2 separate regions of the Zea mays genome follow, and region 2 is linked to region 1. Evidence: chromatin contacts called from public Hi-C data. All regions are on one chromosome and are shown on one strand. Each heading gives the region's core, a stretch centred on a gene start, on an enhancer-like site or on the middle of the called end of the contact. The rest is flanking DNA. Distances are from core to core; before and after follow the strand shown.

Evidence for each region. A called contact is a pair of places that touch in the nucleus more often than the background predicts.
Region 2: a Hi-C map of leaf shows a contact between it and region 1, with 2.5 times the contacts expected there. The contact joins the enhancer-like site here to the promoter of LOC100217313 in region 1. A contact is called at or near these places in 4 of 25 Hi-C or Micro-C datasets (ear, leaf and tassel).

The regions. Positions count from the first base shown.
Region 1 is chr3:216,440,875-216,445,271 of Zm-B73-REFERENCE-NAM-5.0, forward strand. LOC100217313 (Transducin/WD40 repeat-like superfamily protein) reads right to left here and starts at 1,750. Exons shown (of 9, transcript NM_001143659.2): 1 at 1,631-1,750; 2 at 500-761. The coding sequence starts at 699.
Region 2 is chr3:216,535,331-216,539,579 of Zm-B73-REFERENCE-NAM-5.0, forward strand. No RefSeq gene overlaps it. Among protein-coding and RNA genes, the nearest start is that of LOC100383722, 34 kb to the right of the region's middle. Within about 2 kb of position 1,676, at least 19 of the 20 cell types and tissues checked have an H3K27ac peak or open chromatin away from gene starts, as enhancers often do. A contact at or near this core is called in ear, leaf and tassel, where this site is marked.

The DNA.
Region 1 (4,397 bases), core at 500-2,999:
GAAGACTTTGGAATGGCCTTCAAAACCTGTGATGTCCATGCAAGTAACTAGTGTTGCTTGCTTCTGGCCTGTTTTTGCGTTTATATACTTAGTGGAGCGCATGGTTTATTTTGTTTCGGGGTGCTGGTTTTAACCATTAGTAATCGGTCCTAGTTAATGGAGCGTGTTGATTCTAGTCAAGAGGATCTTAAATTTGGTGGAGTGTTCCTCTTGATGATACGATCTGTCAATCTGAAAACCCCAGAACAACATCTGAAAGCAGGACTGATGGTCTTTGGTCTAAAATTCATACAAGACACCAGAAACACCCAGTTACAATACAGGGAGGAACTGATACACCAGATAACCATGTGTGATACACAAACTGTAAAGTAGGATTATATCTGCAACCTTCAATAGGCCCCAATGGCTCATGTGAACCTACCTTATCCATTCTTGACGGTTGACGCCATAGAAACTGCAATCTAAATGACAAGACAGAGGAGGACAGGGCTCTTACCAAGAGGCAATTTGGAAGACATAATCATCTCCAAAGTTAGTCTGGATGCTGTTCTTGAGGCCCAGCCGCCACGAGGACATGCTTCCATCAGAATTCTGGGATGGTGACCCTGAAACCACAGGAGAGGAGCGCCCCCTGGATGGGCTGGCCTCGGCCTCCAACTCCATGGCCACAGCAGCCGCCTCTCCATATCCATCCATCACGCAACTTTCACCAAACAGGCAGCAAATGGTGATCACCTCTGATTGTGCTCCCGTACGAACTGCAAACCACGAAGCAGGTTGGAACCAGTTAAGGTCATGGCAGTCGTCTCGGCTTTGAGCCTTTAACATATGAAATAAAATCAGAAACAGCATGCAAGCAAAAGCAACGGGATTCTTGGTAGGGGCGGACCTGGTAAAGAACATAGGGTGTAAACTTAGACCATGTTTGGGATCTCTAGAGCTAATAGTTAGCGGCTAAAATTAGTTGTAAAGGTTCCAAACACCCCCAGCTAATCGTTAGCTAAATCATAGTTAAATAACGATAACTTAAACACCCCCAGTATTTCATTAGCTGGTCCAATCCAGCTAACAAATTGTTAGCTGGCTAATTATTAGCTCTAAGGGTTCCAAACAAGGCGTTAGAGCATCTCCAAGAGCTCCCCAGAAGTCTCCCCTAAATCCAGTTTTTTAGGAAAAACACAAAAACGTGTCTCCAACAGTTCCCATAAACCGCTCCCAACTTTTTCATAGCCCTTAAAACTCCCTCATTTGTAGCTAAAAATGAGGGATTTTTTGGGCTCCCCAGAAACAATCTGCCGCTTTAAGGGATCTGTTGGAGAAAGGATTAAAATCTACCCCCACTAATTATTTAGATATCCCTTAAAACTGATTTTGAGGAGTCGTTAGCTCTTGAGATACTCTTATACACCCAATATTTTTTGGTAAAAGAACTCAAAGTTAGGCAAGTAGCTTAAGTTAGGCTTCAACTCATAGGCTGACATTTGGTATGCCATTCTACCCGATGGCAAAAGATTAATTTTTCCATTAATTACACCTGAAATTAGATGCGACCAAACACAGTAGCTTAAGTTAGGGTTCGCGTGCCCGGTTTCGCACAACAGGAACGGAAGAGAAAAGGTGCGCATACCTGGTGGTGCTCGTCGCCGGCGAAGGACGCGAAAGGGACCGGCGAAGGCCTGGTCACAGGGCACCTGCCTTGGGGCGTCGGCGCCGGCGGTCGCACAAGTTGCCGTACGAGGGAGGACGCAGGCGGCAGGCCGGGTGAACGGAAGAAAAGGTCTAGCCACTTGTAGGAGCGGACATGAGCGCCGGGCTGGGGTGTGCAGCCCGGAAGGCCCAAAACACTAGGAGTAGGTCTTCGATTCAGCCCACGAACAGCCCATGCGGGGGTCGAGTCCAGAGGACTTGCATCTACCGCATTCGTCCGTTGCTCCAGGGCTTTTGGATCGGACTTTACATTCTCCTCCTCTCCGCCTCCGGGCTAGAGATGGCAATAGGTATCCGCGACCCGATAACCAGTACGTATTTACTCCATTAGGATAGTATATAGGTTAAATATTTTACCCGTGGGTTTGTTATTGGCAAAAATCTTTACTCAATGGATAAACGAGTATTAGAACGTTCTGCCTTCACCCATACTCGTCAACCCGTGGGTATAAAATACTCAATATAAACTTAGCTCAAGCATGAACTTTGACTTTAGTCATTCATCTTCTTTACTATTTAACAATCTTTTCTGCCATAATGTAATAGATGGCTTAATGACAATTTAATGACTATATAATGGAACATGTAATGTGTTATGTATTACTATCCTAGTGTTACTACTTTATCCAATTATCTTTGGTATGTTGAATGGATGGTTAAATGATGCTAGAAATTTTGTAATGGTATTTAGATGAATATACTTGATATTTGTATAATATAATATTTTGATAGATGTTTAATTTTTGTGGGTACGGTTGACCCGATGGGTGACTCATACCCACATGGGTATGAAGGTAAATCCATACCCACTAGTGTATGTGGGTGACCCGATGGGATTAATTTTTGTGTCGTGGGTATGGGTATGGGGTAGTAATACCCGATGGGTATTTACCTATTGCCATCTCTACTCCGGACCTGATGCTTCCCTTCTTTCCCTCGCCTCTGGCTGGTGGGCTCCTGTTGTTCTCCTCCGACCTTGCTCAAGGTTGAAACCGGTCGACACGGATATCCAATTAATCGTGATAAATTGGTATAAACCAGTCAAATTTAAAACCAATTCAGTTTAGAATTCAAACATATCGAGACCGAATAATCATCAATAAGACCGATTAACCGGTTACTTACCTGATAAACTGGTAGCACATGTACAGAAATCGAACTACTTAGATTTGTTGGCAAATAAAGCATATTGAGGTCCCATAATTTGAACGAAAGATGAACCAAATGTTATCACAAGTTCAATAACAATATTTGGCAATTCAAATACATTACAATGCATTACATGCCATTGTTTCATAGTTCACAAATAAAATCGAAGGTACGATACACCCTCTAGTGAAGATCATTCCCTCGGGTGTTCATTCCACGGATCCTATGTTGTATTATACTCCTCCGATGAGAGCAACATAATAACTTGCTCACGCATCAACTTTGTCTTGTACTTCGCTCAAGTCTGTCTGGTCCACGTAGAAGTGTACTCCACGATTTCATCAACATTTGGTAATACTTAGTCTCCTCCTATTGGTACACCCACCTCATCGGTTGGCGCGTCACCTCACCGACTAGATAATTCATATATGGAAGAAGGGGTGGAGACCAGTGGCGGATCCAGGAACGGGTCAAAGAGGGGCTACTAAGCTAAGGTTATAAAAAAAATTAAACAAAAGAAAACAATCTAAATGTTGTTTAATCTAACAAAAGTAGCAAGATCAAAAGGTTAAATACTCAAGAAACATGTAGACTAAATAAGTTGATACGAAATCTACAAAATACAACAGTGAATAGTCAACATATGATGTTTATTAGTTGAAGTTGCGAGACAAATCTATCTTTCGAGTTCTTATGCTTTAGAAATGCTTCAAAATCTTTTTACCTTTAATATATGCAAACATATACCTACTAAATATAGTATAACAAATAACCGATGAAACTAAAACCAAATAATCTTACCTTCTTACCTAGCACTAACAGCCACATAATAGAATAGTAGCACGCTAGCACGGTTCAGTCTTCAGCAGGGGGAGGCTTAATGTTGTCACGCTCACGCCTCCACTCCACGGAGCAGCAAGCAGACCAGCATGGGAGGCTGCACCTAGTCGTAGCGTGGGCACATGGTCGAGGCCCAAAGGAGTGAATGACGGGCGCCGTCGCGCCTCCGCGCATGTGTGGGTGACTGCCGATCGAGCGTGGCACACCGACGAACTAGCAATATGTGACGTGCGTGGTCATCGAGGATAGGGCTGAAAAATAAGCTCGAGGCTCGCGAGCCTCGAGCGATCCGAGCCTAGTCAGCCTTTTGGGCTCGTTGCCGTAGCAAGTCGAGCCGACTCGTTCCGGCTCGTGAGCCGGCTCGTGAGCCGGCTCGCAAGCTGTGCCAAATTATTTAATATGTAGAATAATGATGGATATTGGATAATCGAGGACTCGAGGGTTGCGGGAAGAGGTGAGGGGCGCAGCGCATGTGGTGTGGAGAGGGCTAAAGGCTGAGGGGCGGCATCCGGCAACCCTACCGAGAGGTCGAGAGGGGCTCTATCCTAGTTTTTTGGGATTTGGGCTAAATTTAACATATATTAGCATTTCTGTTGTGCAGCGACCGGGCTGCAGCCCGGGCAGCCCCGGTCGCACATCTGCCCCAGGTGAAGATGAACCTTGTCTTTTATTGCAAGAATTGGGGGGTCCAATATGCT
Region 2 (4,249 bases), core at 426-2,925, 94 kb after region 1:
AGTTATCGGAATACATCATTATGTGTATAATGACATCAGAGTGAGTACCAAAAATAAAAGGAATTAGTAGGGAGCGTGGCGCAAGTCGTGCTTAACCATCAAACTTAACATATGAACAATTAGAGAGGTTCATGCCGCAGTATACATAAAATGTGATTGCTAGTATTCACTCGAGCATGTGAATTCTTATGGGACGATACACATTTAGGATGCCCGGCCGCTCTCCCAGTGCTCGAACTTAAATAGAGTACTTGGCTAACAACTAAAGCAAGAGAGCAGAGAAAAGCGAACCGAGAAACGTTGATAAGATAAAGTGAATAAAGCTTATATATGCGAGCTAGTAGAACCTGGCTGGCGTGAGGAACTGAGACCCTGTTTGGGAACAAAGTTTTTGGAAACCATGGTTTTTGAAATACTACAGTATACTTTAGTCATGACAATACCACAGTTTAAAATACTATAATTTTAGAATACCACAATATTGAATACATAGAGGTGTTTGGAAGCAAAGTATTTTTTTGCACGCGGGAGAGATGCGCGCGTTGCGTTTTACAGAGAAAATTGAGGTAGAAATCTAAGTTTAAAATAGTTCAAAAGAGCTGCAGTATTTGTAATACTTTAGTTTTGAAACAGAGATTTTAGCTAGCTTGCCAAACACCTTTCGATATATAATACTACAGTTTTTGAGAATACTGCAGTATTCTTCCAAAACTTTGAAAAAACTTCACTCCCAGACACCCCCTTTAGTGGACGCGAGAAACCAAGAGCTAGTAGAACTATATTTCCATTTTTTTTTTCTTAACAACTTAAGGTAGACGATATAAGTTCGTACCGTACAAATTATATACGTTAACGTCAATGTCAACATCCTGCAGTATGATAATAAACGATAACACACATACATATTTTATAGGTGGATCAAGCTCATATATAACTAACATCATTTAATTATACCAGATTAACCCCTTCACACATATTATTAATATATAGAGAGCCATGTTGATAGGGAATGTATCTGGTGCAAACCAACCTCTCCGTGCAACCGTGCAAACTTTTAATCTGAACCACATGATGTTGATCCAAGGGGGTGTGCGGGAGGAGTGGGAGGGGGATTTGAAAAAATGTGATTAGCAGCGGGTAGTTAAGTGTAAAATTATCCACGCCCCTGTGTCCATTGGATCAACATCATGTGGCCCAGATTAGAAGTTTGCACGATTGCATGGAGGGGTTGGTTTGCACCAGATACGTTCCCATGTTGATATGTTTTTATTAAAAAAACGATCAGCGTTCTTAGTGGGTGTTTGGTTTATAGGGACTAAACATTAGTCCCTCCACTTTATTTCATTTTAGTTCATAAATTGTTAAATAAGGAAACTAAAATAGAGTTTTAGTTTGTATATTTAGTAAATTAGGGACTAAAATGGAATAAAATTGAGGGACTAAAAATTAGTCCCTAGAAACCAAACACCCCCTTACTCGATCGAATCATGACTTGTTTACTGCTGAGCATGCATTGGACCATCGCTTCACTTAGGCCGAACAAAAGTACAGGCGTTAGAGTTGATTGCGGGTGCTTTGCCGTTGCCGGCCGAATCGCCACCAAACAGGACAGAGAAGCTAGAGCTATATACGTATATATATATAGTGTGCGTTTGGCAACCTAGCTAGCCACTTCGTTCGTAGGCTCGCCCGTAGCCGTAGGCATGCAGGCAGGGCAAACATATATGTTGCGTGCACGCACGTACCTCGATCTTTTCACATGTGAAACGATGGAGGCTAGTCGGACAGAAGAAGAAAAGGGCAGTTGTTCTCCAACTCCGAGGCCGGCCTGGGTCTGGGTCTGGGTGGCGGCTACTCATCATTCCGATCGATGGAGACTGAGCGTAGATATAGCTCTAAACTACTAGCTAGCTCCAGTTAATAAGTTAAAAAAAGTGTAGTTTTATTAATATCGGCTTCACGAGATATTTTTTTAGTCTAGGTCGTCTAGCGATGGATGCACTGCTGGTACGGTTCGGCGCATGTCACGGTCGGTGGCTGCCTAGCCTAGGCCTAGCCGTGCAAAGGCTGAATTGACGGCGGATTGGCGCACGGCGTCCTGGAGGAGCACGTGTTTGTCGCGGGGCGATGAATCAAATCAAATCGGCGCGGCTTGCCCGCTTGCATATTGCATTGCATTGCACGGTTGCACCCCCCTAGCTGCACGGCAACTCGCTAGCCGGCCGAGGAGAGAGAGCGCGCGCCGGGCCGGGTGGGCGATGGTCGATGCATGGCGAGGGATAGCGCCAATGGGAGGAGGAGAGGAGGCGCGCGCGTCGATCTGCGGCGCGAACCGCGGACCAGCACGGGCGGTCCGTCCGCCGCGCGTCGGGAGGACGGGTGGACTGGATGGCGACGGCGGGCGAGAGGGACGTGCAGTGTGGCGAATACGGCGAAAAGGTTGGCGCTGCTAGCTATCCGCGCCCGCCGGCCGGGGGGCATCCTCCGTTGGTCATGGGATCTTCAGATGACCGGACTCTGGGAGGAGATCTCGTTCGCTCTCGTCGCGGAATTATATTCGTGGTGAGCAGCTAGCTCGATGATTGCACGAAGGACGGCAGGCAGGGCGACAAAGCCAAGGGGGGTACGTAGTTATACAGTATATATAGTTCGTCTGCATACGTCGTGTTGCTGTAGAATCGATCACTCCAGTTTGAATCAACAAACCGTCTGCGCGCCTTCCATGTTGGAGTAGTAGTAGCTAGACGCCTAGCTAGAGTATGCTGGCAAGATTCCCAACACGCGCTGAATTAATTCAACACCGTCTAGGGACAAGAATCAAAGCCAGGTCGCGGGGACAGTATGTAATCTGAGTCTACACCAGAAGGGTTTGAACTTGTGGAGCCGGGCCCGGGCGTCGTCGTCGTACGTGTGAGTGAGCCCGAGCCTAGGGATACGCTGATAATTGGCAGCATGCAGTTGGCCTCGTCGGCTCCTGCTGCTAGCTTCTCCGATCCAGCGCCGCTGACGACGGATTTGCTGTGCTCGATCGGTCGCTCCTATAGGATCATCGATCGATCGGCTCCTCCGATCCTACAGGCATGCATGTGCATGTGGCGCTTGCTCGCTTCCGTCACTGCCTGATCCAGATCCGCGGTTTTGACCTTGGACACGTTAGTTTAATCCAGCTGCCAAACCTGTCCACCGGATAATAGCGACATGCCTCCAACCGCCATAAATGCGGCTCCCTCTGATCTACTATAGTTTACGCTACAGTACGAGTCTTGGCTCTGTCTGTGATTAGTTAAACAATAGTGGATTAAACAAATGGCGTTAACTTGGAATTGCAAAAAATAAAAAAAACCTGGCTAGTGTATATAGGGCTTTGATTCAGTAATCAGGGCGAGTGGCTGTAATGGTCGTCGGACGGAATTAAACCACCGTGACGAAGTCAAATCTAACTAGCTAGGATACTACAGAAAACGGGACAGAAACCATGTACGTAGCTGCTACCCACGACAAAATCCAAGGTTTGGAGCTGCGTCATGCTGCTGCTGGGTGGAACAAGCGAGTTCTAGGTCCAAAATAGAGGCTACTACATGCACATGGAGTCATGCACGCCACCAGGCTCTAGGAAAAAAGGCCTTTTCCAAGGACCGGACCAGCGTGGAGCGAGTGGACAAGATGCGTGACGAATGGTACGGTCGAGAGTCTCACATTTTGCAGCCTGCACTGCATGCACCGATAGAAGAGGCACTAGTACAATTTGGCTCTATACAATCGGTAGGATTTTTACATCACAGGCGGTTCGGTTAGAAAACCGCCTGTGATGTCCCAGGCGGTTCAGTACGCCTGTAATGTAATAGTATCACAAGCGGTTTTTGTTTAGGACCGCCTGTGGTGCTCTATCATTTTCACAAGCGGACCCTAAGACAAAAACCGTCTGTGATTATAAAAATATGAAAATACAATTTAAATATGAAAATAATTTTAATTTTTAACAGAAATATGCAAATACAATTTAAATGAATTAATATTTAATTTTTAACAATAATATGCAAATACAATTTAAATGAATTATAATAGCACACATAGATAACTAGAGAGATTTTAAATGCAACCACAATTCATAGTCGATCATACATGATAACAAATACAATTTGATTCATACAATTTTTCATGAACTACCATTTTTCCGCATGTATGGCTTTAAGTTCTTATCAATTTTCTTTTCCACACGCTTGATTCTCTCTGGACCGTTAAAGACGAA